Regions from separate parts of the Mus musculus genome. Here regions 1, 3 and 4 are each linked to region 2. Evidence: chromatin contacts called from public promoter capture Hi-C data. All regions are on one chromosome and are shown on one strand. Each heading gives the region's core, a stretch centred on a gene start, on an enhancer-like site or on the middle of the called end of the contact. The rest is flanking DNA. Distances are from core to core; before and after follow the strand shown.

The links. Promoter capture Hi-C pulls out the DNA fragments that hold promoters and counts their contacts.
Region 1: a promoter capture Hi-C map of liver shows a contact between it and region 2, with 4 times the contacts expected there. The contact joins the promoter of Slc35b2 here to the promoter of Klc4 in region 2. A contact is called at or near these places in 3 of 39 promoter capture datasets (hippocampal neurons, liver and pre-B cells), 1 of 484 Hi-C or Micro-C datasets (B cells), 3 of 115 datasets of contacts at active chromatin or transcription factors (bone marrow-derived dendritic cells, large pre-B cells and pancreatic cancer cells) and 1 of 9 other capture datasets (liver).
Region 3: a promoter capture Hi-C map of pre-B cells shows a contact between it and region 2, with 4 times the contacts expected there. The contact joins the promoter of Aars2 here to the promoter of Klc4 in region 2. A contact is called at or near these places in 1 of 39 promoter capture datasets (pre-B cells) and 1 of 115 datasets of contacts at active chromatin or transcription factors (large pre-B cells).
Region 4: a promoter capture Hi-C map of liver shows a contact between it and region 2, with 2.6 times the contacts expected there. The contact joins the promoter of Mymx here to the promoter of Klc4 in region 2. A contact is called at or near these places in 3 of 39 promoter capture datasets (the SN4741 cell line, erythroid cells and liver) and 3 of 115 datasets of contacts at active chromatin or transcription factors (double positive thymocytes, embryonic stem cells and large pre-B cells).

The regions. Positions count from the first base shown.
Region 1 is chr17:45,561,284-45,568,488 of GRCm38.p6, forward strand. Slc35b2 (solute carrier family 35, member B2) reads left to right here and starts at 2,653. Exons shown (of 4, transcript NM_001357105.1): 1 at 2,653-2,785; 2 at 3,297-3,490; 3 at 3,642-3,796; 4 at 5,026-6,386. The coding sequence starts at 2,775. The coding sequence ends at 5,961. Nfkbie (nuclear factor of kappa light polypeptide gene enhancer in B cells inhibitor, epsilon) reads left to right here. Exons shown (of 6, transcript NM_008690.4): 6 at 719-1,886. The coding sequence ends at 784. It overlaps Hsp90ab1 (heat shock protein 90 alpha (cytosolic), class B member 1), which reads right to left. Exons shown (of 11, transcript NM_008302.3): 10 at 6,946-7,205; 11 at 6,495-6,841. The coding sequence ends at 6,732.
Region 2 is chr17:46,643,100-46,649,698 of GRCm38.p6, forward strand. It overlaps Klc4 (kinesin light chain 4), which reads right to left and starts at 2,981. Exons shown (of 16, transcript NM_001357130.1): 1 at 2,876-2,981; 2 at 1,150-1,413. The coding sequence starts at 1,407. It overlaps Mrpl2 (mitochondrial ribosomal protein L2), which reads left to right and starts at 3,130. Exons shown (of 7, transcript NM_025302.4): 1 at 3,130-3,299; 2 at 4,291-4,459; 3 at 5,138-5,279; 4 at 5,373-5,488; 5 at 5,560-5,670; 6 at 5,936-6,009. The coding sequence starts at 3,204.
Region 3 is chr17:45,502,255-45,508,777 of GRCm38.p6, forward strand. It overlaps Aars2 (alanyl-tRNA synthetase 2, mitochondrial), which reads left to right and starts at 4,587. Exons shown (of 22, transcript NM_198608.2): 1 at 4,587-4,827; 2 at 5,265-5,456; 3 at 6,227-6,372. The coding sequence starts at 4,600.
Region 4 is chr17:45,596,780-45,604,078 of GRCm38.p6, forward strand. It overlaps Mymx (myomixer, myoblast fusion factor), which reads right to left and starts at 5,288. Exons shown (of 2, transcript NM_001177468.1): 1 at 5,200-5,288; 2 at 4,188-4,906. The coding sequence starts at 4,892. The coding sequence ends at 4,638. It also overlaps a transcript of Slc29a1 not described here.

The DNA.
Region 1 (7,205 bases), core at 1,403-3,902, 1.1 Mb before region 2:
TGTTTAAGATTTATTCTTTTTTGTTTTTTGGTTTTTTTGGTTTTTGGGGTTTTGTTTTTTGTTTTTTGTTTTTTGTTTTTCGAGACAGGGTTTCTCTGTATAGCCCCTCTCTTCCATTTTAGTGTCATATTAGAATGGTGGCGCACGCCTTTAATCCCAGCACTTGGGAGGCAGAGGCAGGTAGATCTCTGAGTTCGAAGCCAGCCTGGTCTACTACAGAGTGAGTTCCAGGACAGCCAGGGCTACACAGAGAAACCCTGTCTCGAAAAACAAAAACAAAAAAAGATATATTCATCAAGATATGCTGGCACATGCTTTTAATCCCAGCACTTGAGAGGCAAAGCCAGGCTGATCTCTGTGAGTTTAAGGCCAGCCTGGTCTACAGAGTGAGATCCTGACTCAAAAAACAAGCAAAAGTATCCAAAAGCCTTCCACACCCCAACCCTAACCCCAACAACAGCCACTGTGTATACATAGTGCCAATGGACATACTATATCTACTGTAAGGTCACTCCTAGCTCAGATATTCTGCATGGCTTATCTCAGATCTTGTCTAATCTTCGGGTCTCTGCCATGCCCAGGTCTTTCACTGTCTGGCCTTCAGCTTGCCCAGGTCCCTGCTGCCATCCCTGGTGCCATCACTTAGGGCATTAACTCTGCTTCTCTCTGTTTTCTCTCTCTCTCTCTCTCTCTCTCTCTCTCTCTCTCTCTCGCTCAGCTCCTTTCTTATTTGCCCTTCGATGACCTGAAAATCTCCGGCAAACCACTGCTATGTACTGACTGAAGCTCGGATGGGTCCCCACCGCTTCCCACCTGGAAGCTGGATCCGCAGCTGCTGCAGTTGGGACCCAAGCAATGTCGCCCCTCTGCTGATGCTGGTCCTGGGGCTAGCATAGTCCTAAAATGAGATGAAGGATTGCAGACGAGGAAGAGCCGATCTGGAAGGAAGGACTTCCCAAGTGGCCTGGATGGAGATTCTTGAAAGACCCTCGAAGCCACTGGTATCCTGAAGGAAGCCTCCTTGCTTCTGTTGAAGATGGCATGGGCTGAAATTGCCAGCTACCTGGAAAATGGGGATGAGCAAACTGACCCGAGGGGTCTCACCTAAAATACCTTTGTGAGTGTGTTTGGCACTGGGGTGTGAACCTAGAGCCTCCCCAGCGGTAGGCAAGCTTACTATCATGGAGCTGTGTCCCCGGCCCTCTTTTCATTTTTTATGTTGTGATGGGATCTCAATGAGTTGCCAGAGATGGCCTGGAACTCACTCTATAGCCCAGGCAGTCATCTTTGAACTGGGAACTTCCTGTCTCAGCCTCCTGAGTAGCTGGGATTATAGGTCTGGTGGCAGCGGGCCACCGCAAAGTTATCTAAAGACTTCAAACATAAGGCTCCCAACTGAACCTTTGCAGTTATTCTAATATGACACTAAAATGGAAGAGAGGGGCTTTAAAAAAAACAACAACAACAACGTTTCCCTTCTACAGTTGTATGCATAGGCAGGCCTGACTCTCGGGTAAAGGCAGAGAGAAGGAAACAAGCCCTGAGCAAGCACAGGGCCTTGCTGGGTATGGTAGGAGACCTAAGTGGTTCCTGCCACCACAGGCACATCTCCTTCATGTGGAAATGCCCAGGGCTGGAGAGTGAGGAGGAAGAATATGGAGACACACACGTGTCCCTGGAGAAGTTTGAGGACATTGATCACAAGAGAGTTGCAACTTTCCTCCCCCACCCAACCCCCTTAGACTCCACACACTGAGGGCCCTGCTAGGTCATGCACGAAGAAGGAGAAGAAATAAATCAACATACTTTCCGATGCTTAGCGCTTATAAGCACTAAGCAAATGCATCCTGTGAGTGAGACAGATATTAAAGGCATAAACAACTAAATATGTGGTTATACGTTGCAATGGGTGACTGGGAAGGAAGAAAACCGTTAGCAGGAAGGAGGACAATGGAGTGGGCGAAGGATCATCCTCTGGGAAGCTTCAAGCAGGTGTCGTTGAAATTGCGATTTAGGATGAGCAAGGGGAAAGACAGCATTGGGGAAGGCCTCCGATGAATTAAAGGAACTGAAAACAGGCCAACAGGACTCTACAAGGTTGGGCAAGTGGGCGAGGAGGACGCACCAGGTCATACAGAGCCTAGAAGGTCACAATCACAGGTACTAAGGGGATGATTACTGATGCAGCCAAAAAAGGAAGAGACATCATTGTTTAAAAACTAACGCCGGTTCTGGTGGCGCAGGCCGGTAGGATTTGCTGAAGGAGGCAGAGGCAGGAGGATCTGGAGTTCGAGGCCAGCCTGGGATACAGCGTGAGTTCCAGGACATCCAGGGCTACACAGAGAAACCCTGTCTCGAAAAAAAAAAAAAAAAAACACCAAAACAAAAAACAAAAAAACCGTAATGTAAGAGGAAGTACTGGGTCTCAGATACTCAAAATCCTAGTCCACTAGATGGCAATGGTCATCATCACTCTGTGTGGGTTGGGTTGGGTTGGGTTGATGGCTGTGACCAAGCAAGCTGGGAAAGGGAGGGAGTCCCAACTGGAGTTCCCCAGGGGAACCGGGCTTGGTCTGCCTCCGGGCCGCGTGGGGTCGCTGTGGCCGGAGTGTCGCGAAGGGGGCTGAGGCGGGGAGGAGGCGGGAAGAGCGCAGCACTTCCGCTGGCTGGCTGACTGGCTGGCTGCTGGAGCGGGCGGCAGAGGGAGCGGAGGGAGCGCGCGGCCCGGGGGACTCACATTCCCCGGTCCCCCCTCCGCCCCACGCGGCTGGGCCATGGACGCCAGGTGGGGGGCTCGGGCAGCCATGGCCCACGTGACCGAGACCCCGGGGCCACGTGACCGAGACCCCAGGGCTCCGGAGGCGGGGTGGGGGGTCCTCCAGCCGCAGATCCGCGTGGCACTGTTGGGAGCCCCGTGTGGATGGGCACGCGGCATGTGGCCTACGCTCCTCGCGGGGCTTCGGGGATTGTCGCGCGTAGGGGGATGAGGGACAGTGGCGCTTCGGAGAGGGAAGGGGGTGGGGGTTGCCTGTGGCCTGAGCTGCCCGCGCGCTGAAGGGAACAGAGGCGACCTATGTGGCTGGACAGGCGGGGCCGTCCCCGAGAAGGGAGGAGGTTCTGCCTGGCCTGCGCCGGACCCCCTGAGAGAGAGGGAGAGAGAGGCTCTTTGTCCGTCCCTCTGGGCTGCAGCGGAGGGGGCGGGGAGGCCACTGGGCACTTCCCTGGTACAGTCCCCTCCGGAGGGCAGAGAGGCGGAAGAGCTGCAAACCTAATCGTTGCTTCGGCTGTCCCAGCAGATGGTGGGCAGTAGTGGTACTCGCCACACTCCCTTCCTTGGGAGCAGGTGGAGAGTCACCCGAAGCCCCTCCGCAGTCCTGGACACAGCTGTGGCTCTTCCGCTTCTTGTTGAATGTAGCGGGCTATGCCAGCTTTATGGTACCTGGCTACCTCCTGGTGCAGTACTTAAGACGGAAGAACTACCTGGAGACAGGTAATGTGGCCAGAGGGTGGGGAGATGAGGGAAGTCTGGTTGCAGGTGTTGGCAGAGCGGGACTTGGGCCGGGAGGGAGGCCAGTAAGTCAGACACCGGATCGGGCTGGCTGCTCTGCAGAGGTTGTGGACCTTGACTGTGTCTTCTTCAGGCAGGGGTCTCTGCTTCCCCCTGGTGAAAGCCTGTGTGTTTGGCAATGAGCCCAAGGCTCCTGATGAGGTTCTCCTGGCTCCGCGGACAGAGACAGCGGAATCCACCCCGTCTTGGCAGGTCCTGAAGCTGGTCTTCTGTGCCTCGGGTCTCCAGGTAAGAATACAGGCTCCCCTTCTCTTCCCCAGCTGGGTACAGACAGCCCCTGACTTAAACCAAATTTTCCCTGCCCACCCCAAAGGTTTGTTAGTTTGGGTCTGGTTTGTGTCCCTACAGGACACAGCCCAGTCCTGAAAGTGAACTTCCAGCGCTTCCTTCAACACCTGTATTGAAATGAAAGTTCACTGTACACACGCATGTGTTCATGCGCACGTCCACGCGCGCGCGCGCGCACCCATGCAATGGCTTCTACAGTGTGGAAGAAGGCCTGCCTGAGTTGTATTTTTTTTCCCTATGCCCATATTCTGCTCTGTCTGTATGTTGTATCTGAGTGTGAATTTGAGGAATTGCTGGCTAAACATATCTCCAGAGCTGCTTCCCACATTATTATTTTGAGACAAGGTCTCACTCTGCAGCCCTAATTACTCCAGAACTCACTATATAGACCAGGTTGGTCTCCAGCTTAGAGATCCCCCTGCTCTACAAGTGCTAGGATTGATGACCCACCACACTGTTTTGACAGAGTTTCACAGGCTCAGACAGGCCTTGAACTTTCTTTTTTTTCTTCGCTGTTTTTCCAGACACAGTTTCTCTGAGTGGCTCTGGCTGTCCTGAAACTTGCTCTCAATACCAGGCTGGCCTCAAATCCAAACGCCTCTGCCTCCAGAGTGCTGGACAGAGTGGGTTAAAGGCATGTGCCACCACCACCCAATGCAAGCCTTGAACTTTCAACCCTCCTGCTTCTTCCTTCCAAATAGCTGGGGTGACAGCGTGTACCACCATGCTTGGCTTTCTCCAAAATTTTGTCAGTAGGATTTCTTTGAGTGAGGCTATCACAGGGCATTCAGAGTGGGAGCCAACTCACCTTAGATATATGTTGAATTGAAGTGTCCAGCCACCCCCACCCCCAGCTTCCAAACATCCCAGTTTCTTTTTGAGTTAGTTCAAACTAAATAAAACTCTTTATATGGTATGTGGAGCCAGCTCTAATGGATTTGCATCATGAAAGAGGACAGTGTTTGGTCTTAAAGCAGATGTCATGGTGTCTGCAACTCCATTTGATTCCCCCATAAAATGAGCTAAAGCTTGGGAAAGAAGGCCCCTCCCTCAGAGGAACCAAAAGTATGGTGTCAGTTACATCTGATGCTACCAACTCTGAGGAAGTAGGAAACAGACTTCTGCCTTTCCTTCTATACTGTCGCTCTTCTCTGCCCTCCCTCTTCCAGGTGTCCTATCTGACTTGGGGCATACTGCAGGAAAGAGTGATGACTGGCAGCTACGGGGCCACAGCCACATCACCAGGAGAGCATTTCACAGACTCCCAGTTTCTGGTGCTGATGAACCGTGTGCTGGCGCTGGTTGTGGCAGGCCTCTACTGTGTCCTGCGCAAGCAGCCCCGTCATGGTGCACCCATGTACCGGTACTCCTTTGCCAGTCTGTCAAATGTGCTTAGCAGCTGGTGCCAGTATGAAGCACTTAAGTTCGTCAGCTTCCCTACCCAGGTGCTGGCGAAGGCCTCCAAGGTGATCCCTGTCATGATGATGGGAAAGCTGGTGTCCCGGCGCAGCTATGAACACTGGGAATACCTGACTGCCGGCCTCATCTCCATTGGAGTGAGCATGTTTCTTCTATCCAGTGGACCAGAGCCTAGAAGCTCTCCAGCCACCACACTCTCTGGCTTGGTCCTACTGGCAGGCTATATTGCTTTCGACAGCTTCACCTCAAATTGGCAGGATGCCCTGTTTGCCTATAAGATGTCATCGGTGCAGATGATGTTTGGGGTCAATTTATTCTCCTGTCTTTTCACAGTAGGCTCACTACTGGAACAGGGGGCCCTACTGGAGGGGGCACGCTTCATGGGGCGGCACAGTGAGTTTGCGCTCCATGCTCTCCTCCTCTCCATCTGCTCCGCCTTTGGGCAGCTCTTCATCTTCTACACCATTGGACAATTTGGAGCTGCTGTCTTCACTATCATCATGACTCTACGCCAGGCTATTGCCATCCTCCTCTCCTGCCTCCTCTATGGCCATACTGTCACTGTGGTGGGGGGACTGGGAGTAGCTGTGGTCTTCACTGCCCTCCTACTCAGAGTCTATGCCCGGGGCCGGAAGCAGCGGGGAAAGAAGGCTGTGCCCACTGAGCCCCCAGTACAGAAGGTGTGAGCAGTGCAGTAAAGACCCTCATCTTCTGAGGCACTGGCTCAGTATCAGCATACAGCAGAGGATTGGAGCCCTGGAGGCAGCCTCTTTTGCCTTAAGAGCCCCCACTTCATGGAAATGACAGCTGTGGGTGTTTGGTTAGAGGTGACCCAGAGCTCCTCCCCCAATCTCTGAAATCTTGCTGGTGGCCAAGCAAACCAGCACCAGGGCTTTGCTCATAGCACGCACCCTTGAGGCTACCAGGCACCAGCTGGGAAGAGAATTGTTTACAGGTCATGCAGTTCCCCTAGGGGCCAGTGAGAATGGTGCTGTGCCAGAAGGGACAAAGGCCCCCAGCCCAGTTGGGGCCCCAGTGTTCCTACCCAAGTTTTGGTACTTGGAAATGTCACCTTTTGCTCTTATTTGATTAAACTGCAGCAGTGACTTTGGACCTGTGTTTTGGTTGGCATTAATAGTTGATGGACAAGTAACTGCCTTTCATCACCTTCCAACACCACTCAGGAAGCCCTGAGTGTTACAAGGAGAGCAGGACTGTATAAAACTGCATCTTCTTTATTTTGCATACTTTTAATTTTAGAACAAAATAAAACAAACAAAAAAACCACAATACATAACACCCAACCCTGCTATTCTGTGGGAGGGGATCTTCCTGCCTTAAGGCACAGGACAGGATAGAAGATTCTTGTAGACATGAGCAGAGAGCCAGGTGGGTCAGGGCTGCTGGGGGAGCCACGGGGATACTATACAGAGGGCAGGGCTTCTTCCAGGAGGCTTTAATCCACCTCTTCCATGCGCGAGGCATCCTCATCGCCTTCCAGAGGGGGGATCTCATCAGGAACAGCAGCACTGGGCTCCTCTGCAGTGACCTCATCTTCATCGATGCCTAAGAGAAAGACACAGATTTAAGTAAGCCACAAAGCACTAAGTCTGCCCAAAGGTCCAGCTAGTACAACAACTTGCTACCAGGAGCTCACAAGCCAGACTCACCCAGGCCTAGTTTAATCATGCGGTAGATGCGGTTGGAGTGGGTTTGGGGATCCTCAAGTGAGAAACCAGAGGAGAGCAGAGCAGTTTCAAACAGCAGCACCACCAGGTCCTTGACAGCTTTGTCGTTTTTGTCTGCCTCAGCCTTCTGCCGCAGGGTCTCCACGATGGGGTGGTCAGGGTTGATCTCCAGGTGTTTTTTGGCCATCATGTAGCCCATTGTAGAGTTGTCTCGCAGTGCCTGGGCCTTCATGATCCGTTCC
Region 2 (6,599 bases), core at 1,731-4,230:
AAGAGAGATACTCAGGCTGGAGAGACTGCTCAGAGGTTCTGAGCACTGACTGCTCTTCCAGAATTCAATTCTCAGCAACCACATGGTGGCTCACAACCATCTGTAATGGGATCTGATGCCCTCTTCTTCTGTGTCCAAAGACAGCAATAGTGTACTCACATACATAACATAAATGAATAAATCTATAAATGAATGAATGGAATTAAATGGATACTCTAACCCCAGCTGTCACCCCGCCCATTAGACGCCAATCTTCCAGTTCCCACTCAGACAGCAGCAGCCTGCTCCAGGCCTCCCTGGTCTCTGCCCTTAGTCTCTAGTTCTACTCTCATCCAGAGAGCAGATGATCCAGGCCGAATCCCATCACTCCTCAGACATCCCAACAGCTCTCTCAACCTGAGGACAGCCTCCCAGCTCCACACTCTCTGTAGATGTCTCCCATGGCATCCCTCCTCCTCCTGAGTTATCTACATTGTGCCCTCACTCACTTTGCACCCTGCAGGAACCCACAGCAGCTCTGCAAATCACTAAACCTATGAGCCAGGCTCCAAGCAAGGCCTGTGTGCCTGTGCTGCCTGCTGGACCATCAATCCCATGGTGCGCATCCTCACCCTCTCTGCTCAAACATCACCTTTTAAGTGAGGGATTTTATGACAGCTCTGTATCCTCTTCCTACTTCCCTCCTTTCTTAAAGCTTTATGTCTTTATTTGATGCATATGAGTACACTGTCACTCTTCAGACACACCAGAAGAGGGCATCAGATCCCATTACATGGTTGTGAGCCACCATTGCTGGGACTTGAACTCAGGACCTCTAGAAGAGCACATAGCTCTTAACCCCTCAGCCATCCCTCCAGCCCCTTCCCTTCTTTCTTTGTCTTTGTTCTGTCCTTAGCAATGATCACTCTGGCCCAGTAAATCATTTACATATTTACCTGAGCTCTAGCTGACTCTCCCAGCTATAATATCAGCTCCGAGAAGAACTGTGCTGTGGTGTTCTATACTGCACCACCAGCATGCAGAAGAGTTGACACACAGTAGTCACTTAATGAACATTTAACGAATCAACAAATCCAAGTTTCTAGGACAAGGAGACCCCCAAACTTGCATCATGTCACTGGAACACTTGGCATCCCCCCTTATTCTTACCTGGGCCTCGCTCAGCCCCAGCTCGATGTTCTCCATAGACCGCCGCAGCTGCCGGGCCTTCTCATGGACCAGTCCTTCCTCATGGCCTCCCTGTTGCAGACACTCAATGGTGTGGGACAGGCTCTGCAGCACTGCCTGATGTTCACTGTGTAGGGCCTCCAGCCCTTGGCTCACCACCTTGGTGCTGCCCAAGATCTCCTCTTGACTGAGCCGGTGCCCTGCAGGCTCATCCCGCTGCCCCAACACCAAGCCTGACATCCTAGGCTAAAGAGAAACCACAGAGTTCAGGTGGGGCAGAGAAAAGACATACTACTAGAGATTGGTGGGCATCCCGCAAAGGGAAAAGAGTATGGCCGACCCCATGGCTAAGCTGATGAAAGAGGAGGAGTTCCACGGCACTGACCATAAAACTAAGGTGAGGGAGAGGAATTAACCTGGATAGAGATCTGTAGGACAATCGGGCAGGCTTGGAGCTAGAGGAATTCAGGACTTGGCAATTGGAGACAGAGCATAGGTTAGGGAAAGGAAGCAGGGGATCTGAAGCATTGTAAGAATCACAGAGGACTTGTGGGAGAGCTGTGCAGAAAGCAGTGTCCCAATAAAGGGGAAGGACCCAAGGTTAGGGATGTGGGAGTACAGGAAACAGCAGCCGTCATGACAAGGCTCTGGAAGGTTCAAGGTCTTCAGGCTGCATCAGCAAAGGCACTAAGCCCAGCACCTCCCAACCTGCTGATCTCCTTCCAAACCACCTTCTGGCCTCACTCCCCCCCCCCCCCCCCGAATTCAGCCGGTCTTCCTACTTCCTCCAAACTCATCCCTGAAGTCTCCTTACCTGCTTACAGAGCAGAAGCTCTTGGCTTCAGGCGGCTCCCAGGCCAGAGCCCGGAAGAAACTCTGACCTGAAACTAAGGATTTAGAAGGCTTTGTACTGCCCAAAGTCCAGAAGTCCGGCAGTCCCACCCCTTCTCTGTCACCACCTCACAGCCTCTCAGAGGACCTGGCACGGAGCCCCACCCAGGACAAACACCCTCCCTCCTCCAGCCTACAGGTTCTTCAAAGACTTGTACTAATGTCCCTTCTTCCTTAAGTCACTCTCCTCATTCCAGCTCGGTGCAGTTACTTTCTCCCGATAAGGAGACCTGCAGCAAGGGGTGTGGTGTCCCTGAGAAGGGAGACCCGGTTAGGATTCCCAACAGGATTACGGCAATCGCCTCCTTCCATAGCTTTGTCTGACATAATCACCTAACAGGCGCCTTAAAATGTCTCGCAAGTGCCGGATGGTTCAGGGATGCATAGCAGATCTGCTGAGCACAGTGGGGTCACGGAGCAAGGCTCCGAGCGCAGGCTACCGAAGCCTGAGGGCCCACAGTTCAGGAGTGTCTAAGGTTCCTGCCTCGCCCCGAGGGCCGAGGGTGAGGACAGAGTAAGATCGCCAAAGGCTGAGGGGAGAGGAAGGGCAGAGTGAGTGAGAACAGAGTTGCTGCCCGGGACCCGACATCAGACCAGCTCGAGGTCACAGTCAGGGGTTCCCATAGGGGGCGGGGCAGGTTATCCCACTGTCTGGACGCCGAGGGGCGGGGAAGAATCGCGGGGGGGCGGAGTTTTTGAGTCAGTCTAAAGTTTTCTGAGGTTAGTAGGAAGGGACTTATTCATTTGTCCCGGAATGTGGGAATAAGAGTCAGTGTAATCTTAATTCTCAGCCCCAGGGGTACTCCCAAAGACTCACCTGCAGTCTGCCGGTCCGGCTACCGCCTCCGTGGGTGCTGCCCCTTTAAATTTATCATGGCTGCCGCTCGAGGCAATTGTTTTGACGGCTCCAAGGGGCGGGGACTGCCGCCCGTCACGTGACCCGAGCAACCCCCCCCCCCGATGATTGGCTGAGAACTTGTTCTTTGGAGAGGCAAGAAAGCGTGTATCCTGCGGCGCTGCCGTTCTGTGCCCGCCTCTCTCGCGTCATTGGAAAGCGACGGGACCGGGACCGGAACGTCATCCCAGAGCGCCAGGCTCTGGATGAAGGTAAAAGCGAGCACGGCGCGGAGGAGCCCGGCCGGCCCATGGCGCTGTGTGCGCTGACGAGTGCTCTGCGCTCTTTGAGCCTGGCATCCGCGGCCATTACCGCCCGGGTTCCGACTCTGCTCCCTGCTGCCCAGGTAATCCGCTTACCTGGGAACTAGGATTGGTTCTTTCCGCCTGGGCTGTCCGGGATCCCGCAAGGCTAGGCGAGATCACGTGACCTTCGTTCTCCGTCAATCCCGATCTCAGATACGGGCTTCCAAGTGCTTTTGCAAGCCTTTACTAAACAGGTTGCAGAAGTAACATTAAGGTGCCAGCCGTAAACCAGGCAGAGAAGAGGACTGAATTAACCGACCTCCTGAGAGTTCTTATGCACATTTTGGGGATGAGAAACCTGGTCAGCAGTCTTACACCTTCTGGGGCTAGACAGACGGGCTTCGCAACTTGCCCTGCTACTGCAGATTAAACCTAGAGCCTCGCTCATTCTATGCGCTTCCTCTACCTCCTAGAACCAGTGCTCTTAACTGTTTTAATGTACGACTGGGTTATTGCTGATATTAGGGACTGTCGAACAGTGGGTCTGTAGTGGGCAATGGTGAATCACACACACACACAAAAGAAAGAAAGAAAGAAAAGAAAAGAAATTACTGATCTTGCTTCTCTGCATTTCTCAGGCTGAGCATGGCAGAATTTAGCGAATGTATATTTTATAATTCAAGCTAAACCAAACACTTAGTCTACAGCCAGTGGAAAAGCAAAATAATCATTTCCATTCATACTCGAAAATTCCTCAAACCGTGCATTGGGCAAAAGGCACCACTGCTGATGGTGGTGATAGGTGTGTGGAGTTTACCAGCTCTGGAGAAGTGAATTCTTCAGGGAAGGAAAGGTTTCCAGGCAAGAACTTGAAAGGATTTAGAAGATGATGAAAGGGAGACCATTTCCTTGGAGAATTATATCAGAGGTTTACCAAGTGATTACCAAGTAACTGGATAAACACATTACACTGGTATTTGTGAAGGTTGGAGATTAGGGGGCAGCGTTCTGAGATGTTTCTGGGAAGCTAAACTTAGTCTAGGTGCTTTCTTGCTTGGTTCTCTAAAAGAGAATATTTCCTTTAATCCCTAGATACAGAGCAATGTCCTCCTTCAGCTGCCCCCTGCCTTGGTGTCGCCCTCTTACCGCCCAGTGCATATGTCTGCGGACCGCAGTGCCAAGTTTGTGTCCTGGAAGAGTCGTACCAAGTACACAGTTAAACCAGTGAAGATGAGGAAGTCTGGGGGTCGAGACCATACAGGTGGGAAAAGGGCCTGGAGCATTCAGGAGGAAAGTGTGTTAGGCTCCTGGGGTTTTTTTTTTTTGTTTGTTTTTTGTTTTGTTTTGTTTTTTGAGACAGGGTTTCTCTGTGTAGCCCTGGCTGTCCTGGAGCTCACTCTGTAGACCAGGCTGGCCTCAAACTCAGAAATCTGCCTGCCTCTGCCTCCTGAGTGCTGGGATTAAAGGCGTGTGCCACCACTGCCCGACTGCATTAGCATCCTGGATGTCTATATAGCAGTGCACTATAGCTTGTAAGATGTCATTGAGGTGCATCTCACCGTGTGGGTCATGACTGAAGCTGAAGAAGAGACCACAGAGAAACAGAAAACCTGCTCAATGCAAGGGACCAACATTATAATGGTTTAATGATGGGAGTCCAGTGTATATCCCTTCCAGTACAGTTTTAATAATCATATTTTTATTGAGCCATATAAGTGTTACCCCACTACTTTTGCAAGGAAGCCCTGGCCTCTGTTCACCCACATACTGTGGCTCGAACCTGGGACCTCAGCGCTCACAAGGCAAGCTCTGTACTGCTATACCACCAACCCTTTGTCGTTTTTCTGTTTGTGATATAATAGTGAGGGAGTACTACTGTCCAATCTAGGCTGAGAGTTATTCTAACCTGAATCACATGCCTGAACTGTCTTGATCCTAGGCCGCATCCGAGTGCATGGTATCGGTGGAGGCCACAAACAGAATTATCGCATGATTGACTTTCTACGGTTCCGGCCAGAAAAGGAAAAGGCACCAGAACCGTTTGAGGAGAAGGTTGTGGTAGTCCGCTATGATCCTTGTAGGCAAGTTTGGGATGGGAAATGATGATGGTGTGGTCTGAATTGTTGTTTTGTAGCTTCTCAGAAAATGTGGGCTTTGTCCATCATCCTGAACAGGTCTGCAGACATAGCTCTGGTTGCTGGGGGTAGCCGGAAGCGCTGGATCATTGCCACGGAAAACATGAAGGCTGGAGATACAATCCTGAACTCTAATCACATAGGCAGGATGGCAGGTGAGGGATGGCTGGTGGATGTGTGGGGTGGAGGTGGCTGGGTCTTGTGCTGATGAGATCCTGTTTTCTAGTGGCCGCCCAGGAGGGGGATGCACATCCACTTGGGGCGCTGCCTGTGGGGACCCTCATCAACAACGTAGAGAGCGAGCCTGGCCGGGGAGCCCAGTATATCCGAGCTGCAGGTATGGGCACAAAAGCTACACACATCCCACAATTGGGATAGCACTATTCTGGGAACCCTTTAGACTCACATCTGTTCCAGGACAGGAAGAAACAAACAATGAGAGGATCAATCTGTGCTTTGTTTTAGCCTAGATCATAGTGTATGATCTTCTGTGTTTCATGTGCCCCCCCAAGGGCAAAGGAAGGGTGGCATGTGGCCTCAGATCCCCATGGAAACCTCCCTCTGATTTGTGGAAGGTGGCCAAGCTGTTTCCCCTTCCCCAGGGACATGCGGTGTGCTGCTTCGGAAGGTGAACGGGACAGCCATTATCCAGCTGCCCTCGAAGAGGCAAATGCAGGTGTGTATGGGCACAGATGGGAGGGGTCAGCAAAGAAGGAAGTTTTGGCCGGGCAGTGGTGACGCATGCCTTTAATCCCAGCACTTGGGAGGCAGAGGCAGGTGGATTTCTGAGTTCAAGGCCAGCTTGGTCTACAGAGTGAGTTCCAGGACAGCCAGGGCTACACAGAGAAACCCTACCTCAAAAAACAAAAAGAAAAAGAGAAGGAAGTTTTAGAATGTCCCTCAGTGTCTCCCAAGTGTTTATGATGCCAGGCAGTGCCTCCCTCTGTGTCTGCTCTGTTTCTGCTACCTGACTAAGCATGCCATATCAGGCTGGAACTTTAGAGTCGAGATGCCCTTCCCAGCCAGGCCGGGCCATCCGTGTCTGTAACCCCAGCATCCCAGACACTGAGGCAAAAGAAGCAAGCCACCTAGGCTTTCTCAAAAAACCAGAAAAAGACGTAGGTTGAACCACCAGGTTGGAACTGGCTTTTAATCCCATCTCTCAAGAGTCAGAGGCAGGGGTGTCTTGGTGCAGTGCCAGGTCAGCCAAGACTACATACCTTCCCAGACCCTGACTCCAAAAGAAAACCACAGACACAAACATAG
Region 3 (6,523 bases), core at 3,337-5,836, 1.1 Mb before region 2:
GATAGAATTTATTGACCTTGAGTTCCTGCTCTCAAAGCAAAGGGGGAAACCAGAAAAAGCCTGTTCCATAGGGTGTCACTTCTTTTAAACAGGCCAAACAGAAAGTGAAGGTGTCAAAGACAGCTGCTTTGTACCTTCCGAGATAAGTAGGTCAGGTGGAGACAGAAGAGAAGCCCCTTGAGAAGAGAAAACCCCATTCTTTACTAATCATGTAGGCAGCCCTAGGGCAGTGCTCACCAAAGCCCTGCAGAGGGATAAGCAAAAAACTGCCAGCATTTGCATTTTAAACCACAAGGTGAAATTCCTCCAAATACCAAGGCAGCTAAGCAGTTCTCCTGAAAGACCGTCCCAGGTTGGTAACTTCCTGTCTGACAAGCTCTTTCCACCTCTGGCTATCTTGGGAAGGTACAGACCTTCGGGTTAATGTCTTCATCAGGTGACTGTGCCACATCAAAACGATTGCATTCCCAGCCCCAGCCCAAACCTCTTTGCTTCATGTAGAACACCACATGCAAAGAAAATGATCACTTTTTAACAGCGAGGGCAAATAATAAGAGGGGAAACCTTACTTCTAATAAAAACAACTAAAAAAAGAAATGCATTTCTAAGATCCATGATACATGGTCCCCAGGTTCAGTTTCAAACAGCCCAGGACAAGCAGCGGAGGTGCCTATTTATTCAGAGTGGACCTGGCCTCCGGGCTCTCCCGGCATCCCTCAATTCTTACCTGTTACCAAGTATAGCTGGCATATCCTGCCCTCCACCCTGAACTCACCAGCCCAGGGGCTGGGCTGTCCATCCCACAGATGTTCCTCCCTACAGAATGCAGACATTTTGGTTAGCTGCCTCTTCTGTACCTTTGGCCTCCTGGCTGCTGTACTTGGTTCCCCTCGCTCCCTTCCCCTCCCCATCTCCCCACATGGTTGAGGGTCAGGACCACTTCCCAGATGTGTCTGCCTCTGGCTGTGCTCTCCCCCACATATCTACAATAAACGTTCTCCTCCATCATACCTAGAAGCAGTCATGGCCTTTCCTTCCCTTTTTATTTCTCTCTCTCTCTCTCTCTCTCTCTCTCTCTCTCTCTCTCTCTCTCTCTCTCTCTCTCTCTGTCTCTCTCTCTCTCTCTCTCCCATGAATGAATCTTCAAAACATTAAATGAAAGAGGCCAGCTGCAGGGGCTGAGAGATGGCTCAGCAATTAGGAATGTGTGTTAAATCTGAGTACTGAGAAGAGAAAGACCAGTTCCACAATGATCCGATTAAAGCAAGCTTTATTGAATACTGGCCAGGAAGGTGGACGCTGGCTGTTTCTGTATCTGGGATTCCCAAAGAAACAGAGCCAAATCAGATCAGTCAGATGCCTCTAAAGGTAGGAACCCACAGCCTTTGGTACTTCCTGCTTTTGTCCAATCAGGGCTAAGCACACATCCTGATGTGCTTCCTGCCTAGGCTGCTCCCTGACTACATGGAATTAAGCACGACCTTGCAGTTGTGGCAACCAGTCTTGTTTAATGAAGTAAAAACTGTGACTTGTTATCTCACATGAACAACAGACAGGCCCCAGCATTTCAGGAAGCTATCTGTCCTTGGGCAAGTGTGGCTTCCAGGTTAACTTTAGCCCTTACATGTGCTTTTTCAGGAAGACCAGAATTCTGTTGCCAGCGCCCACATCAGGTGGCTCGAGACTGCCTGTACCTCCTCCAGCTCCAGGGGATTCAACACCTCTGACCTCACCAGGCACCTGAACAAATTCTCTGTCTCTCTCTGCCTCTGTCTCTCTCTGCCTCTGTCTCTCCTCTCTCTCTGCCTCTCCCTACATGTGTGTGTGTGTGTGTGTGCCCATAATTTTTAAAATAATAAAGAAGCCATTCACAAAAGACCACATACAATTGAAGCTATTGGTGGAAATGTCCACAATAGGCAAATCTATATAAAAACAAAAAACTGATTAATGGTTTCCTGAGGCTAGGAAGGACCAAAGGACTGGGGAATAAGGATCAAAGAACGCAAGATTGTTTTCTAAGGTAGTCCCAGTGTGCTGGGGGGTGATTTTAGAAATGGCGGTGAATATGCTAAAAGCTTTGTCCACTTCCTGTGGGTGTGCTTTTCTTGTGTATGTGATGGATGTACAGGCACAAGTGTGGGGTGTGAGGACACCCTAGGGTGCTGGTCCTCGCCTCCCACCTCTGAAACATGGTAATTTGCTGGCCATCACTACAATTCGCTGCAATCACCACCCTGGTTGGCCCACGTGCTTCCTTCTTTCTGGAAACACCTCCTGCCTCACTGTAGGAACATTGAAAAGGTGAACAGGCCTGCCTGGGGATTTGAACTCGAATCTTCACAGTTGTATGAGGAGCCCTTTGCCCACTCCACTGACACTCTAGTCTTGTCTTATTTCAATAAAACGACATTTTGCTGCTTCTTGAAAGAGGCTAGTTCTCCCAGGCTGGCCTCAAGCTCTCTCTCTAGCTCAGGATGACCTTGAACTTGCTCCCATCCTCCCGCATCTTCATCTGGAGTGCTGGGGTTACAGGTGCTCGTCACAACGTCCAGCTTATGTAGTTCTGGTGGATGAACGCAGGGCCTCACAGATGCTAGGCAAAGCCCAACTGTTAGCTCTCCAATCCAGGACAGAGAACTAACTAAGGTGCCTATTTAATGGATCAAAGTTCTCCCAGCATCCCTTAGTCCCTATCTGTTACAGGATATGGCCAGCATATCCTGCCCCCTGCCCCCTATCCTAAACTTCTCCAGCCCAGGGGCTGGGCTACCCTTCCCCCAACTACCCTTCCCTATATAACCCAGCCATTTCTGTACCCAGTCCTTTTGCTTCTTCTTCTCCTTCTCCTTCTCCTCCTCCTCCTCCTCCTCCTCCTCCTCCTTCTTCTTCTTCTTCCTGACAGGGTCTCTGAGTAGGCCTGGCTGTCTTGCACTCTGTAGTTCAGGCTGCCTTCAAATTCACAGAGAGCCACCTGCCTCTCCTTCCCAAGTGCTGGGCGTAAGTGTGAAAGCCACTATGTGCTGCTTTTGAGTTAGTCTAAAGTACAGATTCGCTACTATAACACAAGGGCAGAGGATCTCCTTCTCCTCTAGCTGGGAAAACGGGCTCATCGCAGTTAGTTAAAGAATTTCAGTGTTTTCTCAAGGTCACCAATCTCAAAAATCCCCATCTGGCTTCAGGTTTCTGTTCCAAACACCCTGGAGGAAACCAAAAGAGGCAGAACAACACCTTTAACCTACATGGAAAAGAGAAGGCAGAGGATCACGGGATAGATATACAGGCTTGTCAGAATTCACTATTGCTATAGAAACTCAAGTCCAAAATAGACTATGTATTCCCCGAAAAGAAGCTGTGCTTCAAAAGTTCAAAAGACCCAAATAACACACAAAGACTGGTGGCCAAAAGAGCCCCCTGGGTGGCCAAGGCTGTCCTTCTGACCACAAAGACCTCAGTTCTGTAACCTCTAGTGCAGTGGCTCTCAACCTTCCTAATGCTTCAACCCTTTAAAACAGTTCCTCATGTTGTGATGGCCCCTAACCATAGAATTATTTCATTGCTACTTCATAACTGTAATTTTGCTATTGTTACAAATCGTAATGTAAATGAATGATATGCAACCCTATGTGGTTGCAACCCACAGGGTGAGAACCACTGCTCTGTTGGGTCTTAAACTTGGCAAATCCCTTTCTCTTCCTAGATCTGCTAACTTTCCCAGACTAAAGGTCAAGCAAGGTCATCATGAGAAGTCCTTGAGCTGTCTAGCTGCACCCACAAGGTCTGTTACCATAGAAAGGAAGTCAAGGGGACTGGGCCTGCCAGGACAGGTATCTCTTTTCTCTCAGCAAAATTCAAAGCCTCAGGGCCCTGGGAGGCTCATGGAAAGCCATCGCCACAGCTCTCAGCCAACAGCTTTGTCCTGACCTGTCGACCTGGATTCTCTCATCCCCAAGCAAATTAAAAGACCAAATGTCATTAAGCAATTAATAATGGAGCAGATGCAGTCTGGCTTCTGTGTCTCCACCAGACTCCTGCTCCAAAGAACCTGCTTCAGTCCCTAAGGACAAAGTGGCTCTGCAAACCGAGGGCAGAAGAGGACCTGGCAAGGTCTTAGAGCAGTGCCTGGCACTTACGCAGGGTTCTTGACCACCTCTTGAATACTCACGATCCCTTGGCACTCTTCAGCCTGGATCAGCACAAACCACACGGTCCACGCACCGAATTGCACCCACACCTGTTCCTTTGCAACTCCACAAAATCAATAGCACAACAACCATTACTGCCAGAATACAGATTTTGGAAGCAGAGGCATTGTGTTAATATTGCTACTAACGTTCAAAATACAGCCTAGCATGTAATGATCTTTTTATAATTATCTGTTCAATCCTGGATGAATTAAGGGCCTACTCTATGCAAAGTTACGGTATGCTGAGCCGCTCGCCAGGGGAAGAAGTCCCCTTCTTGGGGAAACACTTTCACTAGAAGCTGAGACTTGCCCCCCCCCCAAGTCTTCCACCCGCCAGGGGCCGCTGTAGGAAACACTAGGCGTCCTTTCGAACGTCACTCTTTGACCCCGCGAAGCCGTTGCCCGGAGCTAAGATGGCGGTGGCGTTGGCTGCCGCAGCCGGTAAGCTGCGGCGAGCCATTGGGAGGTCGTGCCCATGGCAGCCTTTCTCAACCGAGCCCGGTCCACCCCACGGAGCGGCCGTGCGGGACGCCTTCCTGAGCTTCTTCCGAGATCGCCACGGCCACCGGCTCGTGCCCTCCGCTACCGTGAGGCCGCGCGGCGACCCCAGCCTGCTTTTCGTCAATGCAGGCATGAACCAGGTAGGGGCGGGGCCACACCGATCGGGGGCGGAGCTCGGGAGTCAGCCTGAGAAAAGCGCTTCAGGATTGGACCAAAAAAGTGAGGGGCGGAACTCTGAGTGGAAGAGAGGCTGGGTAAAATGGGGTGGGGGCCTGGTTAGGTCTTGGGGAATTAGCTTGGAAACTTGTGGGGAGAAATTAAGTTTATTATCTCTGGATAGCAGCTGTGAAGTCCTGAGGGGCAGGCTCTGAGTGGAAGACTATTTAAATAAATAAAATTCATCCATTGAGTAGACATTTATTGCACTCCTGCTAGGTGCTTGGTAATATTCTTGAAGCTTTGATTCTGTCCAACCACTTCCCTTATCTGTAAATTTTACTACTTTTTACTAGGCAGAGTCTCTTGTTTAAGTTCATTTACCTCTTCTCTACCCTTCCTGACTTTTATGTGCTTCTAGTTCAAGCCCATCTTCCTGGGCACAGTGGATCCACGAAGTGAGATGGCAGGCTTCCGACGTGTAGTTAATAGCCAGAAGTGTGTCAGGGCTGGAGGACGCCATAACGACCTGGAGGATGTGGGGCGTGATCTCTCTCATCATACGTTTTTCGAGATGCTTGGCAACTGGGCTTTCGGGGGTGAATATTTTAAGGTGAGTTTCCAGGGAGCTCTAGAGTTAAAGTCTTTGAACCCTGAGTGCTGGATGTTGTGACCAAGAGCTAAACACAGTGTGTTATAGGGGAGACAGAAAGATGACTGGGTTGGTAAAGTGCTTGTGGATTCCCCAGAACTCGAATTTAAAGTGCGGGCTAACGGTGTGTGCCTATGATGCTGGAATGGCCAGATGGGAGATGGAAACAGATCCCTGAAGAAGTTCACAGACAAGCTAGTCTGGCCAACATCAAAGTCCCAAGCTAATGAGAGACCCTGTTTTAAACAAAAATTAGCTCCTAAGTACAGTCACCCATAGTTGTCCTTTGACTTTCACAAGCACATGTCCACATGTTACAGGTGTGTACACCACACATACACGGGCACGGGCACACACATACACACACGACATCCAATAGGAAAGAATATGCCTCACTTCGCTGATTGAAGGAAGGGGTTGTCTCCTGCTTAATGGCTATTTAAAAGTTAGCTGAGCAGATAGCCAGGCAGCTGTATTGAGATTGTCATTGGACATGAAGTCCCCAGGTCAGGGTGTGTGGGTTGAGAGGCTTAAGGAGAAGATAGAATTCATCTGGGTCTGGAAAGAAGGTAGGCTTGTAAGAATGGGGACAGGAAAAACTCAAGGCAGAAATGGACATGGCTTGATCTGAAACTAGGGTGGGTAGTGGGAATGGTTTTTGTCTTGGCCTCATGATCTTGGGTGGCCCCAATGTCACATCTCTCCACCCCCCGTGGTGGTTTTGCCTACAGGAGGAAGCTTGTAGCATGGCCTGGGAACTTCTGACTCAAGTCTACGGGATCCCTGAGGACAGGTTGTGGGTCTCCTACTTCAGTGGTGACTCCCAGACAGGACTGGACCCAGACCTGGAGACCAGAGACATCTGGCTAAGCTTGGGGTAAGTCAGGCCCCTTCTTCTGTCCCTCACTGGCAATGGGAAGAGTGGAAAGCAGACAGTCAGTACAAACCCTCATGAGTTCGGTATGTGCCAGCGTCCTGTATGTCACTCAGCCCTAGGACCCTTCTTCCTGAGCTGGACTTGGGTGAGA
Region 4 (7,299 bases), core at 4,038-6,537, 1.0 Mb before region 2:
CAAACAGAGGGCAGGAAGTCAGGCTTGGGTGGTATTTTTCTGGGCACTATCCCATGGCTTAAGAGTAGCCTCATGTCTGTCCACAACGCCAGATCCCTGCCCTGTTTGTCTGGTCTGTCTCTCCCTGCCTTTGCCTCCCTTCTTCCGTTGCCCCCCCCCACACACACACACCTCACCCCCTCTTTCCCTTCCCAAGTCTGGCTCTGTTACCATAGCTGGCACAGCTGTGGGAGAGATCGACTAGGCATGGTCAGGCTGGGAGCCCTTGTGTGCAAAGTGAGCTGGAAGTGGACAGACGAAGTGGTAAGGGTCCCAGCCAGACTGGGGAAGGCTGGTTCCTTTCCTCATGCCCACTGGGACCTGGCCGTCTATGCAGATGGCCACAGGCAGGCCTGTTATTATTGGAGAACAGCCCATCTGGCAAGCTCCTTGCATGGGTTCCAGCCAGCACCCACACCCCAGGCAGCCTCAGGCAGTTGCTGGTGCCCGGGCCCTCTGCTGGACAGCCCTGGGAACCCAGCTCGCACAAGCCTGGGCCTGGCAGATCCTCAGGCACGTCTACCAGGCCTCTCTTTTTACCTTCCTCCTCATATCATGGCTCCCCATTCCCTGTCACTAAGGTTGGGTCAGGAGGGCTGGTCCACCTGACCTCATGGCTCACCTTTATGTCCTGTCCCCCACCCCAGCTGGGACTGTGGCTAACTCTATCATTTCTGCCCCTCACCCTTTAGAAGGTAGGTTTGCTTCCCACCACACTCAACTCTCTCTCTCTCTCTCTCTCTCTCTCTCTCTCTCTCTCTCTCTCTCTCTCTCTTCCTCTCTCCTCTCCTCTCCTCTCCTCTCCTCTCCTCTCCTCTCCTCTCCTCTCCTCTCCTCTCCTCTCCTCTCCTCTCCTCTCCTCTCCTCTCCTCTCCTCTCCTCTCCTCTCCTCTCTCCTCTCCTCTCCTCTCCCCTCCCCTCCCCTCCCCTCCCCTCCTCTCCCCTCCCCTGCCCTTCTCTCTCTCTTTCTCTCTCTCTCTCCCTCCTCTCTCCTCCTCTTTCCTCTCTCCTCTCTCCTCCCCCTCCCCCTCCCCCCTCTCCTCTCTCCCCTCTCCAGGCCCTGTTCTCTCAGCTGTTAGCAACAGCCATCTGACCATCTGTGTTGGCTGCAAGAGTGTTTGCTCCCGGCTCTGTATGTGTGTGTGTGTGTGTGTGTGTGTGTGTGTGTGTGTGTGTGTGTCACAAGCTATGTCTCAAGTTCTCTCTTGTGAGTGATTAAATCTTTGTGGCCTTGTGGCAGAAAAGGAACTAGGGGAAACCCGGGGAAACACTTGCCCACTGTGCTGAATTTAAGGGGACACATAAAAGAGCCAGCAATGAAGAAGAGTTTTAAGGCAATGTGGATTTTGTTGTCTTCGTTTTACTCTTGTTTGTTTGAGGACACTGGGGTCAAGTTCAAGGCTTGGAACAGAACATGCTAGGGGTGTGCTCTAGCCATTGAGCTAGTTCTTCAGGCCTAATGCCATTGCTAAAAAAATAAGTTACTGGAAAGATTCTGTATCAATATAAGATCAAACTGTCTCTCTCCCTCTCCCTCCTCCCACTCTCATGTGTGTTTGTGTATGTGTGTGTGTGTGTGTGTAGCCAGAGAACTACCTTTGACTGCAGTCCTTAGGGACCGTCCACATTGATTTGTTTTTTTCAAGATTATGTATTTGTGTGTTTACACCACACAGAGCAAGTGTACATGGAGGCCTGGGGGACTTTGGATCTCTTGGAACTGTTGTGGGTGCTGGCACCCAACCCAGGTCCTCTTCAAAAACAGTAATCACTCTTAACCACTGAGCCAATTCTCCACCACCCTGAGTTTTGTTTTTTTGAGACAGGATCTCACCCTGTAACTCTGGCTGACCTGGAATTCTCTAGGCAGACCAGACTGGCCTGTAGCTCACACAGATCTGCGTGCCTCTGCTTTAGGAGGGCTAAAATCAAAGCCTGTGCCACCAGCCTGGCCTGTGCCACTAACCTGGCCTGGCCCACTTGTTTTGTAGCATAGAATTTCTAACCATTTGTCCTCTCCCTTGCCTTCCCAGTGCTGGGATTATAAGTGGCATCATAGCTTTGGGAAAAATATGTATATATGTACATACATACATATACAAAATATGTATACATACATACATACATACATAGGCTCTGAGAGAATTGAACCAATTGAGTGAGTCTTCCCTGTGCCCAGTATCAAATTTTCAAATAAAGACCGATGTGTACACAGGGTGGATACTAGGTCAGGGTCCAAGAAGAATTGACTTTGTTCATTTTGTCTAAATCTGGCTTCTAGCCAAATTTCTCTGATGACTCTCCTAACCCGCTGGTTGGCAGATAAGTCTCCTAGTCTCCTCTGACCCAGGAGACAATTTTAAGTGGCCCAGAGTTTAAACAACCATCCAACTGTACAAACTCCAAAATAAATAAATAAATAAATAAATATTACATATATATCCATCCTTCCTCACGAGGTGACAGATTTGTACTCCAGGAGCCAAATCCTCCTTTTCAAAGGGCCAGTTGGACACCATCAGAACCGTTCGGTCTCCATGGCCGCCCCATTGCACCTGCTGAGACTGGACCTGGGGTGGGGGTGGGGAGGCTGGACAGGGGAGAATGAAAATTCCCAGGTCGTGGGGACCCCATCCATCTCCCGACCTCCTCACCTGGGGGGTGGGGGTCGCTGCCAAGGCCAGAGCTGACCAGTCTCTGGCACGGGGCGCGCGATAGTAGCCCCCACCGACGATAGCTCCCTAGCCTCACGCTCCGCAGCTGCTGCCTGCTCTGCCCCGCCCCGCGCGGCTGGAGGAGTGGAGATCCGGGGACGCCCGGTGGCCGAAGGAGGCCCAGTGGGAGGGGCCGTGGGGCTGAGAAGAGGACGTACTAGGAAAGGTGGGACTGCTTTTAATCCACCTGTCCACACAGGTCGCACATGCTCTAGTTTCTGAGGACTCTGTAGGAACAGCTGGGTCACGGGGTGGAGGAAAAAGTTCTGCCGGGCCTGGGAGGTAGAGGGGGAGGGGGAGGGGCAGCTCAGCTCAGATGTCCCGCTTTCCCAGGCTCAAGTTTCTGTAGGAACCTGTATGGGATCCCCAACTTGATTGAGGATCCCCTGATAGGGGCCTGTGTTTCTTACTATGCCCTTCTTAATCTACAGCAGAAGTCACTGCTGGAGGGACTGGTGTGACAATCATAATCAAATTATTCAGAGAATCATAGTACACGATGTCCGCCCACGCATGCGTACACAAAAGTGCTCGCTCAGCTGGGGAGTGAGAAAGTACATTTTTAAAAATATATTTCTTTTTATGTGTATGGATGTTTTGCTTGAGTGTGTGTCTATGCACCAGGTCATGCCTGGTGGCCTTCGAGGCCAGAGGAAGGTGTGGAACTGGGCTTATAGAGGGCTGTGAGCCGCCACGAGAATGCTGGAAATTGAACTCAAGTCCTCTCGAAGAACAGCTAGTGCTCTTAACTGACAGGGTCATCTCTCCAGCCCCTAGAAGTGAAGTTTTGAGGTGATTTTATTTCTTCAAGGGTAGTAAGATGTCCCTAAAGGTCACGCATGTCCCCACTTCCCGGCCCACTGCCTGCTGACGAGTTTTCTTTATCCCACTATCGAGCTGAGATGTCTCCAAAGCACACCCGGGATCAATTTCCCTGCTCTGTCAGCCAGCTAGCCTTCCTGCAACAGAGATCTAAGCCATTGCTGGGCGGGCCGCAGGAGGACATTCTAAATGAAGTTACACAATTCCAAACTTGTAGCTTGTGAGGACCGAGGGACAGACAGATGGAACAAGTTATCCAAAGGAAGTCTTACCAGTCAGTGCCTTCACCTCTGCCCCTTCTCCAGCTTCCCACAGATACCAACCCAGAGGTAGGCGAGAGTAGGGGTGGTGAGATTTTCTGAGACACCTCAGTCATCCAACACAGAGCCTGGAATTAGCTCAACCGGTAGAGAGAGCGCTTGCCTTGCGTGCATACAGTTCTGGGTTCAATCCCTAATACCACCCAAACTAGGCTTGGATGTGGTGTGTGCCTGTAATGCCAGTGCCTTGGAAGTAAAGTCATAGAGGACAGAAATTAGTTCAAGATCATTTCAGGAGTCTAAGGCCAGACTGGCATACATAAAACAGTCTCAAAAACAAAAGCCACCACCACCAATAACAACACACTGTCCTCGTTTATTGACTACCTGCTGCGTACCAAGCTTTGAAAGTACTCATTCTTTAACGGGAAGCAAGGGCTTATAATTTTAAGGTAGACGGGACAGTTTGGATTTAAATACCACCTCTTAGCTAAATTGTCTTGAGTCTAAGTGAAACATCATCTCTTAACTGACCTTGATACCCGCATTTGCAGGTCCACCCTGGAGGCCAGAGATAAGGCAGAGGGAGCTGCAGAGAGGAAGGGTCAATCAACACAATCTGTAGCCTGCTAGGAGCTAGGGGAGTGGGAACTGTTCAGGTCAGAGCCCTCTTGCACTCAGCCCGGACTGTCTTCGCCCACTGGGCAGTCTGCCGTCCATGCCCGTGCGTGCGGACCGACGCCTGGACTAACCGGCTCCAAAAGTACTTTGATGGGCGTTGCTGTTTCCAGGACCCGTGGCCTCACTTCTGGGGGCCCAATCTCTCCTTCCTCTGGGAGTGGTCCACTCTGGAGGCCTCTCCAGAATCCGGTGGCTGTTGCTGGCTGAGGACAAAGAGCAGACAGCTCAGCAGAGCCTCTCTCATGTCTTGGGAGCTCAGTCGGCGGGCCAGCCGGCGCAGCAAGGGCAGGAGGTGCTGCCGGGCCAGGCGGGCAACAGGCAGCAGCAGGCGGGACAGCAGCGATCGAAGCACCATCGGGAGCAATGGAACGGGCATGGCAGGACCTGCACCTGCAAAGGGAACCCGGGTTTTAGACTGTACCTCAGGCACGCACCTCACCTGGCAAAGCAGGGTGCGGGGGTGTGGAGTCCTCCCTTCAGCTTATACCTCTGTACTCCCCAGTTTTCAACTGGATTAGTTTTACAGTGCAGCTTTCTTCTGGCATGAAAGCTGGTTAAGGAGTTCACTCACTGTTATCACAGATGGGAAGGGAGCCCAGGGCTGGAAGGTGGTGGGGACTGAGGCTAGGGCCTTTTCCAGAACCCACTTCCTTTAATCCCTCCCTCCCTTTGCATACTCTGACCTGAAGCCTGAACTTCTTGCCCTCCTGCTCACCAGTTCTAACCGGCCAGTGGCAGCTCTCACCAGTCAGAACTGCTCAGAATCAATTTCAGGATGCTTTTGCCTGCGGTGGATTCAGCATCACTGGACATCACAAGGGAGCCCCACCCCCCTCAGCCTCCACCCAGCTCTGCTCAGCTTGGGTGTGGAGCGGGGCGGACAAGGAGGGAACAGCTGTGTTCTGGCACCTGGTATATTCGGTCCAGCTGCTCCCTCTTGCCATCTTAGGAGGAGAAGACAAGAGGGGCCATGTGCAGGAATTCCCCATGGGGTGGGGTGGAATGGCGGCAGACTTCAGCGTTGAGCTGTACTTTCTAGCCCTGTGACCTGAAGCGTGTGGACTCTTCTGGGATCCAGTCACCTCAGGTGTTACCTTTGGAAATGGAGGAATCAGAGAAGAGGACAGCGTGTGTGTGTGTGTGTGTGTGTGTGTGTGTGTGTGTGTGTGTGACACCTCAGATGAAGCTAAGCTGTGTTCAGCTTACCTATACCACCCCAGTGGCCAAGCCAACCGTGACCTGCGGAGTCTCTGATGGGCCCTTTTAGGGTACAGGATGGGAGGCACAGTTTCTGTTTTAACTGAGCACAGTTACATAGGGCTGGATATACATCAAGGCCTACTCAAGGACAGAAGAGCATACAGTTCTAGACCTTCTCCAGTCATTTCCCTGCCTCACTCTAAAGGATATATATACATATATATATATACATATACACATATGTTTTTATGTATGTATTTTAAGTATATATACATACACATGTACATATGTGTGTATACATACATACACATATATTTGTATATATATCCAGCTATATCTGGTTGGGTGTATGGCCTAAGTTTTTTATTTGGTTTTTGGGGGTTTTGTTTGTTTGTTTATTTTTCTTTTATTGTACGGGGTTTATCTGTGTAGCTCTGGCTGACCTGGAACTCACAGACATCTTCCTGCCTCTGCCACACAGTATGTTTTGTTTTAAGATTTTCATCACCCCATCGCCCACACCCCCACATCCCCACCCCTGCCTCAGTCAGAAAGCAGCTGTAATTCCAGGCTGGGTCCAATGCAGATGGTGGCTATTATGGTTGGTTTCAATGTCAACTTGCCACAAATTAAAATCATCTACATAGGGAGCCTCTCCCGCAGAACTGCCCTGATTGCCTTAATTGATGCAGGAGACTCTCCAGATCAAAAGGGTGTGGCCAAGGCAGATGCTCAGATCTCTGCTGGATTGGCCTTCCCTTTAGCCCTTAGTAGGTTTAATTAAATTATTTAATTTTGATCTACTCATTTCATCCGTTCTGTTCTTCTAGAGAACTGATAGAGTATGCATGAAGTGTTTTTTGCAAACTTCAAAGCTGTGGGAATATGGTTCCTTCTTATCTGTCATTAGCTGTCCCCATCAGTATCAAAGACCCTGACGGAAGAAAAGATTAAAGATTAAAAATGGAAACATGGAGAGGCAAGAATGTAGAACTACAGGGAGCACGCTTCTCTCTCGTTTGTTTTGATGTGGTTCAGTAGCCACAAGCTTGTCCCACCTAACCTACCCACTCCCCCACTCCCCTTCCCCACACCCCATGGGCCTGCCTGCCCCGCTGTGTGGATGCCTAGCAAAAACAGGTGAGTCTTGAGTTCTTGGTCTTGCTCAATTTCTCACCTTCACCTTGCAGGGAAGCGACAGGACAGCTATTTAAAAGACGAGGGACCTGAGGTAGAGAATCAGGATACCTTCATGCTGGATAAACGGCCAGGCCGCACCCCAGAGCTGACCCTTCCCTGGGTTTTCCAGTCTTCTGTAACTGGAATTCGCATATTTCTTGTGATTTGGGTATTTTCCTAGATTCCTTGCTTCCTGGTGCTGTGTCTGCTCATCAGTAAATCTACATGGCTTTTCTTTCAAATTGGAATTTGCGGGGACGGTGGGACGGCTCCGCAGTGAAACCTCACATCCAGAAGTTCCTGACTACGGTTCCTAGTGCCCATGTCAGGCATCTCACAACCACTGTACCTCCATCTTCCGGGCATCCAACATCTTTCTGGCCTGCACCAGCTCTGCACTCCCA